2 separate regions of the Gossypium arboreum genome follow, and region 2 is linked to region 1. Evidence: chromatin contacts called from public Hi-C data. All regions are on one chromosome and are shown on one strand. Each heading gives the region's core, a stretch centred on a gene start, on an enhancer-like site or on the middle of the called end of the contact. The rest is flanking DNA. Distances are from core to core; before and after follow the strand shown. Region 1 holds the start of LOC108473273 (non-specific lipid-transfer protein 4-like). Region 2 holds the start of LOC108465243 (transmembrane 9 superfamily member 2-like).

The links. A called contact is a pair of places that touch in the nucleus more often than the background predicts.
Region 2: a contact with region 1 is called in a Hi-C map of leaf, with 3 times the contacts expected there. The contact joins the promoter of LOC108465243 here to the promoter of LOC108473273 in region 1. A contact is called at or near these places in 2 of 5 Hi-C or Micro-C datasets (both in leaf).

The regions. Positions count from the first base shown.
Region 1 is chr1:43,761,806-43,765,453 of ASM2569848v2, forward strand. LOC108473273 (non-specific lipid-transfer protein 4-like) reads left to right here and starts at 1,971. Exons shown (of 2, transcript XM_017774785.2): 1 at 1,971-2,394; 2 at 3,624-3,648. The coding sequence starts at 2,046. The coding sequence ends at 3,640.
Region 2 is chr1:43,909,377-43,913,024 of ASM2569848v2, forward strand. It overlaps LOC108465243 (transmembrane 9 superfamily member 2-like), which reads left to right and starts at 1,826. Exons shown (of 7, transcript XM_017765567.2): 1 at 1,826-2,131; 2 at 2,316-2,356; 3 at 2,452-3,037; 4 at 3,132-3,269; 5 at 3,399-3,555. The coding sequence starts at 1,974. LOC108465242 (probable potassium transporter 17) reads left to right here. Exons shown (of 8, transcript XM_017765566.2): 8 at 1-1,188. The coding sequence ends at 830.

The sequences.
Region 1 (3,648 bases), core at 721-3,220:
TTCTAAATACCTAAGGGAGATGAATCATATGATTGATTATGTCATTTATTTTTTATTTTACGCAATAAATACTTAGTTTCTTGTTCTCAATTATGTGTGTTTAATTCTTGGTTTGATATTTCTAGAGTATTGATCCATGGTCGACGTGCTTAAATCAGTGGTGAAATAGACTCTGTTTACAATTAGATCTTGCGTAATTGAGTGGAGTTGTTTCATGCAATCCTAGAAATAGGACGACATGAATCGACCAGATTAGAGTCAAATCTAATAAGAGAATCGACAACACAAGTTAATGTGATAATATGGGTTTTAATTAGAAAGGTTTCAATTAATCAACCTAGAGTTAGTTGCTCTTATGCTCGAAAGAGATATTAGCATAATTTAGTGATTTCTACAAGTCAATGTGTTAAGTGAAGAAATTGTGTAACTTAGATTGCTGGTGGAAGATTAAATCTAAACGGATTCTTTCCTCGGCATTGTTTCGTTTCTTGTTTGTTACTCGATTATTTTCGTGTTTTGTTCTTTGTCGTGTTCGTTAGTTAATTAAATTAGCTAATTTTAGTTTTAATAGATCATTCGAATTATTCAGTTAAATAATAAAAAGACAATAATTACAAGTACTTGTAGTTACAATTGATAGGTGCACTTGTCTTAGTTAAAATTTAAGTTAACCTCGTGACCATCAGTTACTTCCGTTAACCAATTTACCAAAAACCTAATTTCACTTCTTTCACAAACTAGCAAATTTAAATAAATAAATAAACACAATACAAAAAAGCTACTAAAAAATCTCCTTAGCTAAAGAGAACAATTAGTGAAAAGAAAATATTGAAGTGCACTCAACAATTAGTAAAATCAAAACTCTGTCATTAAAATTTAAACAGTTGTTGGACCTTTCATTATAATATTTTGTCAAAAATTAATATCAATCTCAAGACTAGAAATGTGGTAATAGTGAATAACATATATTCTCTTAATAATTTATAAAATAAATATTTTATTTTTAATAGTAAAGAAGTATATTAAATTTAGAAAAAGGTATAAAATGAAACAAATAGTAATTATGTAATAAGATGTAGAGAAAGGATTATATGAAGCTGTAATTTCATGTTATCTTTATCCCTTTCTAATGTGAAAATGACAAATCAGATTTTTCCTCTTGATTTTTAACTTTTTTCTCTTGAAAAATTTCATATCCAACTAAAAATGCAGAAAATCAAGAGGAAAAATCTGATTTGTTATTCTCCCATTAGAAAGAGACAAGGATAATATAGAATCACAGTTTCGTATAATCCTTTTCTATAAGATGTGTTCTTTTAGCTGGAGTGTGTTTGAGGATAATAATGACTAATAATTAGGTTGTAATCCAATTTGCTTGACTCTTGATTTAATTTCAGATTTTTGGTTGAAATCACTAAATATATGTTGTTTTAATTATTTTCTGCTTTGATTTTCATTGATCATGCATGGCGTTGTTATGTAAGAAACAATATAGGTTATATGAAAGCATATAGGAGAGCACATACATCATGTATATGCTTTTCTTATTGAGATAAGGTCATATCCAGCAGTAGGTTAATAAGTTTAAGCCACGTATAGTCTATTATATTTCAATATATCATAGTGGAGCAAATTATTGAAAGTCTCCAAGCATGCCAAAAAGATAACGGAAACCCTTCGATGCATATGTTCACACTGCCAACTACCCTAAGGCAACCTGAAGAAGAGAACATGCCAGAAAATTTAAACAAAAAAGCCAAGGAAATAGCATTTATGAACCAAAATCTACCAAAGTAACAAGCGATGGATCCTTTCAGTGGGAACATTCAACTAGTCATTACATCTTGAATAACCTAAGGGAAGAAGAAAACACAAAATGCTTCCACGTAAGTCTCCCACAACCACCGCACTAAACCCAAATTTCACCACCCCTAAGGCCGAACCCACCCCCCCCCCTTTTTTTTAAATGTGTGTATAAATATGCATTGGTGGAGGTCAGCAAAATCAGTGTGGAAAAAGAGTGAGTTTCGCAGAGTGTAACAGAGATGGCTTTGAGCTTGAAACCTTATTGTCTGGTTGTTTTGTTTTTGTTTTGGATAAGTTTGAATGCATTGGTCAGTGATGTAGGTGCAGCAGGAGAGTGTGGGAGGACCCCAATCAGGTCGACTGCAGCAAGCTTAAGCCCATGCCTGGGAGCGGCTCGGAATGCAAGGGCTAAAGTTCCTCCAGCTTGCTGCGCCAAGGTGGGTGCCTTACTCAGGACTTCTCCAAGGTGCCTTTGTGCTATTTTGTTATCACCATTGGCAAAGCAAGCCGGGATCATGCCTGGGATTGCTATTGCCATTCCCAAAAAATGCAATATTAGGAACAGGCAAGCTGGCAAAAAATGTGGAAGTAAGTACACTACCCCATTCTGTTTACTTTTTACCCTCCTTTTTTCCGATTTTAAATTCCATATATACCAATACTATAACAAAAAAAGGCCGTAATACAGTAGTTACTGCTTTGCTCTTTATCTTTTGAAAGTGCTGTTTAAATTTATCCAACTTTTACATAAACTAATGCCACGTTTTGGGCTCAAGACTGGCAAATGGTAGGTTATTTGCATATTTCCTTTTGGGGCTTTTGAAAATTAATAGGATAAGCCTCAAGTGATGAGTGGTCCAAGGCACCCTCATTCTTTTCAATGGGCTTTTACCTTTTTTTCCCATTTACTTTAACAATGAGTCTTTTAGGAATATAATAAAATCCATATTGTAATATAATTTAAGATTAATGACAAATTTGGTTATTAATGTTTATATTTTTTATCAAAATGGTCCTAACTGTAATTTTGAGTATTTTTGGTCACCAATCTTTGTTTTTCTTTAAACTATTTTTTCTAAATGATTTGATGAAAGTACCATTAAAAAATTAATGTAGATGTTATGAAATATTTTAATGAAATGTAATTTATTACTTAAGTAACCCAATAAGATAATTACATGTAAAAATAATAAAATAAATAAATCACACATGAAATTAAAAAATAACTCTTAATTTAAAGAAAATAAATGTAATTGTCTAAAAGGATTTCAAAATGAATGCATACAGAGAGGTTTCAAAAGATAATTAATAAATCAAACTGAAAATACTAAATGTGTGTATTCATTTTGAAACTTTCTTTAGATAATTAAGTTTATTTTCTTTTAATTAAGAGTTATTTTTAACTTCATGATTTATTTATTTATTTTATTATTTTCCACATGTAATTATTTTATTGGGTTACCTAAGTAATAAATTACATCTCATTAAAAATATTCCACGTATAAAATTTCATATCGTCTTGTTATTTGACAAAATATAAGCGATAGTGGCTAAATTTGTTATTAAGCCTATAATTTAATAATATCTTTTTTATGTCTAGAAACACTAATTAACCCTAAACCCTAAAGAAATCCCACTATTTTCACTTTTTTACTTGATTGGTTGTCAAGAAAAGAAGTGAAGCAAAAAGTAAAATCCTAAATTTAAAGAGCATAATAAAACACTACTTAATTACTTTTTTTTTCCTTTAAAGGTTTTATTAATCTTAATTATGCTAATATGCTGAGGCTAACAATTAAAATTTTGATACTTTTCAGGGTACACCGTCCCATAAGAAAGAAA
Region 2 (3,648 bases), core at 576-3,075, 150 kb after region 1:
TGCTCATAACAACTATATTGTTGACACTGGTCATGATCATTATATGGAGAACACCGTCATTGTTAGTTGCATTGTACTTCATCATCTTTTTTATGATGGAAGGTGTATACGTTAGTGCAGTTCTGACCAAAATTCCTGAAGGTGGATGGATTCCATTTGCCATATCTTTTATACTTGCCTTCATTATGTTCGGTTGGTACTACGGGAGACAGAGGAAGATACAGTATGAACTAACTCACAAGATTGACTTGGGAAGACTTGGAATGCTGTTATCTGACCCGAGTGTGCAAAGGGTTCCCGGATTGTGCTTCTTTTACACTAAAATACAAAACGGATTGACTCCCATCCTAGGACATTATACTAAAAACATGAGATCGCTTCACAAGGTTACTATTTTTACAACACTTAGATATCTACTGGTTCCTAAAGTTTCTCCACATGAGAGGATTGTGGTGAAAGAGTTGGGCCTTAGAGGAGTTTATGCATGTGTGATTCAATATGGTTATGCTGATTCCCTAAACCTTGAAGGAGACAACTTTGTTAGTCAAGTTTTGGATAGCTTGCAAGAGCATATAGAAAACTGCTCCAGTTTACCGTCTGATCATATGCCAGTTCAAGAGGAGATTTCAGAACTGAGCGAGGCAAAAACAGCAGGTGTAATTCATGTTCGAGGAAAAGCAAGGTTTCACATAGGCAAGAGCACCAGCTTCTTTGACAGATTCATGCTTGCCTTCTACGAAGTGTTGCACAAAAACTGTAGGCCTGCACTGCCTGTTCTTGGGGTGCCGCTGCCGCAGTGTCTGGAGGTTGGGATGTTTTACGAAGCTTGAATAGATGATTGTAACAGGCACATCAAGTACCAAGTTCACTTCCACGGAAAAAGAAGAAAAAAAATTAAAGTATATGTTGAAGCTTTACAACCAAGCCATATCAGATTGTGAGTTGATTCATCCCATTTTTAGCGACTTGTTCCATGGTTAAATTTTGTTGTTAGTCCTTGGACTATGCATAAATGTTGATATAGTTATTGTGCTTTAATTTAGTTGATTTTAGTTCCTATTTCAACTTTTGAAAATTTAGTTTAGACTAAACAGTAACTGTTAAATTCAATAGCAGCCTCCATATGAAGTACTCCTTGTTTGTGACGACCTCCATGGTGTTAGTATGCTAAGAATGGTTATTGTATAACTGTTTGTAGTCTCGTCTTTTCTTGTAAAAAAAAAAAGTCATTACATAGCCATTATTTTATACAGTCAGGTGGTTGACTCCACCACTACGTACTGTTTCTCCAAACCAAAGAGGCAAAACTACCTTAGGTGATGGGCTTTACACGGATTTTAATAGGTTAAATTATGTTAATTGTTTTTGTATTGTGATAAAATTTGAAATTTAATTACTATACTTTGAAAGTTACAAATTAAGTCCCACTTTTTTAATTTAAAAATTTCAGTTCCATCATTAAAATTATAAGTATTTTCGGTTAAAAGTTGTTAATTTGGCATATTAATTAAGTTTTCCTAATGTAATGCGACATATAATTGATGGAAAATAAACATGTTATATTGATAAATTTTAACTGAAATTTTAATGAAGATAATGACTAAACTAAAATTTATAAATTGAAAAAGTGAAAAGAATTGAATTTTTAACTTTTTAAGTTAAAGTATAGACACTAACATTACACTTTAACCATTTTAATATCATCTAATTTTTTCTACTGTAAATATTATCTAATTTTGCTTATCTAGATTCAATTCAAATTATTAACAACTTTTTATTATTATAATAAATAATCTAATATTATTTACAAAGAAAAAGAAAATGCTATATATCTCCGTATATGATATGTGATGTGATATACCCACTTTTTGTTTCTCTCTCTTTTTTTTCTCATCATATGTATATATTGCATTGCAGAATTTCACAAATCCTTTCACACATCTTCCTTTTTCTCTCATTATTATCCTACCCAAATGAGAAACTTTGGCAACTCTCCGGCCTTTGTAATCCTCGGAGTTTTTATCCTCTCTTGTGTTTCCCATGTTAGATCCGACGCCTCCGACCACCGTTACAAAGAAGGTGACCCTGTCCCTCTCTACGCCAACAAGGTCGGCCCTTTCCACAACCCCAGGTGGTAACCCTTTTATTTCCTTCCTTCATTACTAGATCTGATTGTTGCTCGTCTTTACAATTCAATGCCTTCATTCCATACCCACCTTTGGAACATTCAAGTTCCAATCTCATATTTACAACTTTTTATTTTTTTGGATTGGGGGTTTATTCTTCAAATTATTTATTTGTTTGTTTGTTTCCAGTGAAACCTATCGCTACTTTGATCTGCCCTTCTGTTCTCCAGGTTCTTTTTTTTCTCTTGTTTTTATTTTTAAATTAGATCTTAAGCAATTCAATTTAGATTTAATAAATGGTGTTGGTTTTTGGAATGGAATTTAGATCATGTAAAGGAGAAGAAAGAAGCATTAGGTGAGGTATTGAATGGAGATCGACTCGTCAGTGCTCCTTATAAACTGAATTTTAAAGAGGAAAAAGATTCTTCCGTTGTTTGTAAGAAGAAACTTTCAAAGGATGAGGTTGTCTTTTTCCGAAAGGCGGTCGAAAAAGATTATTATTTCCAAATGTACTATGATGATTTGCCTATCTGGGGTTTTATTGGCAAAGTTGATAAGGAAGGAAAAGCTGATCCCAGTGAGTACAAGTATTACCTTTACAAGCATATTCAGTTTGATGTACTTTATAACAAGGATCGTGTTATTGAGATCAGCGCAAGGATGGATCCACATTTGCTCGTGGACTTGACTGAGGATAAGGAAGTTGATGCTGAGTTTATGTACACTGTGAAATGGAAGGAAACTGATACTCCTTTTGAGAAGAGGATGGAGAGATATTCCATGTCTTCTTCTTTGCCGCATCATTTAGAGATTCATTGGTTTTCAATTATCAACTCTTGTGTGACGGTTCTCCTTTTGACTGGTTTCCTTGCAACAATTCTCATGCGGGTCTTGAAGAATGATTTCATTAAGTGAGATCTGTTATATCTTTCCTTATTTGGATATAATTCTCTTACTTTTATTTCTTTCATTTTGTTGCTATAAATATTTGATTTGTTATAACAGGTACGGTCAAGATGAAGAAGCAGCTGATGATCAAGAAGAGACTGGATGGAAGTATATTCATGGAGACGTATTCCGTTTCCCAAAGTACAAATCTCTCTTTGCTGCTGCTCTCGGATCTGGAACACAGCTGTTCACTTTGTAAGGATTCCACGTGTTTTGTATTTTTGTTTCTTTCAGAATTGTGAAGTGACTTTTAATGCATTCCTAAATCTATGTCAATAGTTGATGTCCCTCTCTAATTTCTTTGAAACTTTGTATGCCTATCAGAACGGTCTTCATTTTTATGCTTGCACTGGTTGGTGTCTTTTATCCATACAACAGAGGAGCTCTATTTACTGCCCTGGTGGTAATATATGCCCTCACGTCAGGGATTGCAGGCTACGTAGCAACTTCTTTCTACTGTCAGCTTGAAGGGACAAACTGGGTATGTCTAGATGGTTTTTTAGTATGAAATGTTAATGTGGTGTTTCTAAAATTTATGGTTCTAAGTGGTCTAATTTATTTACATGATTTCTCT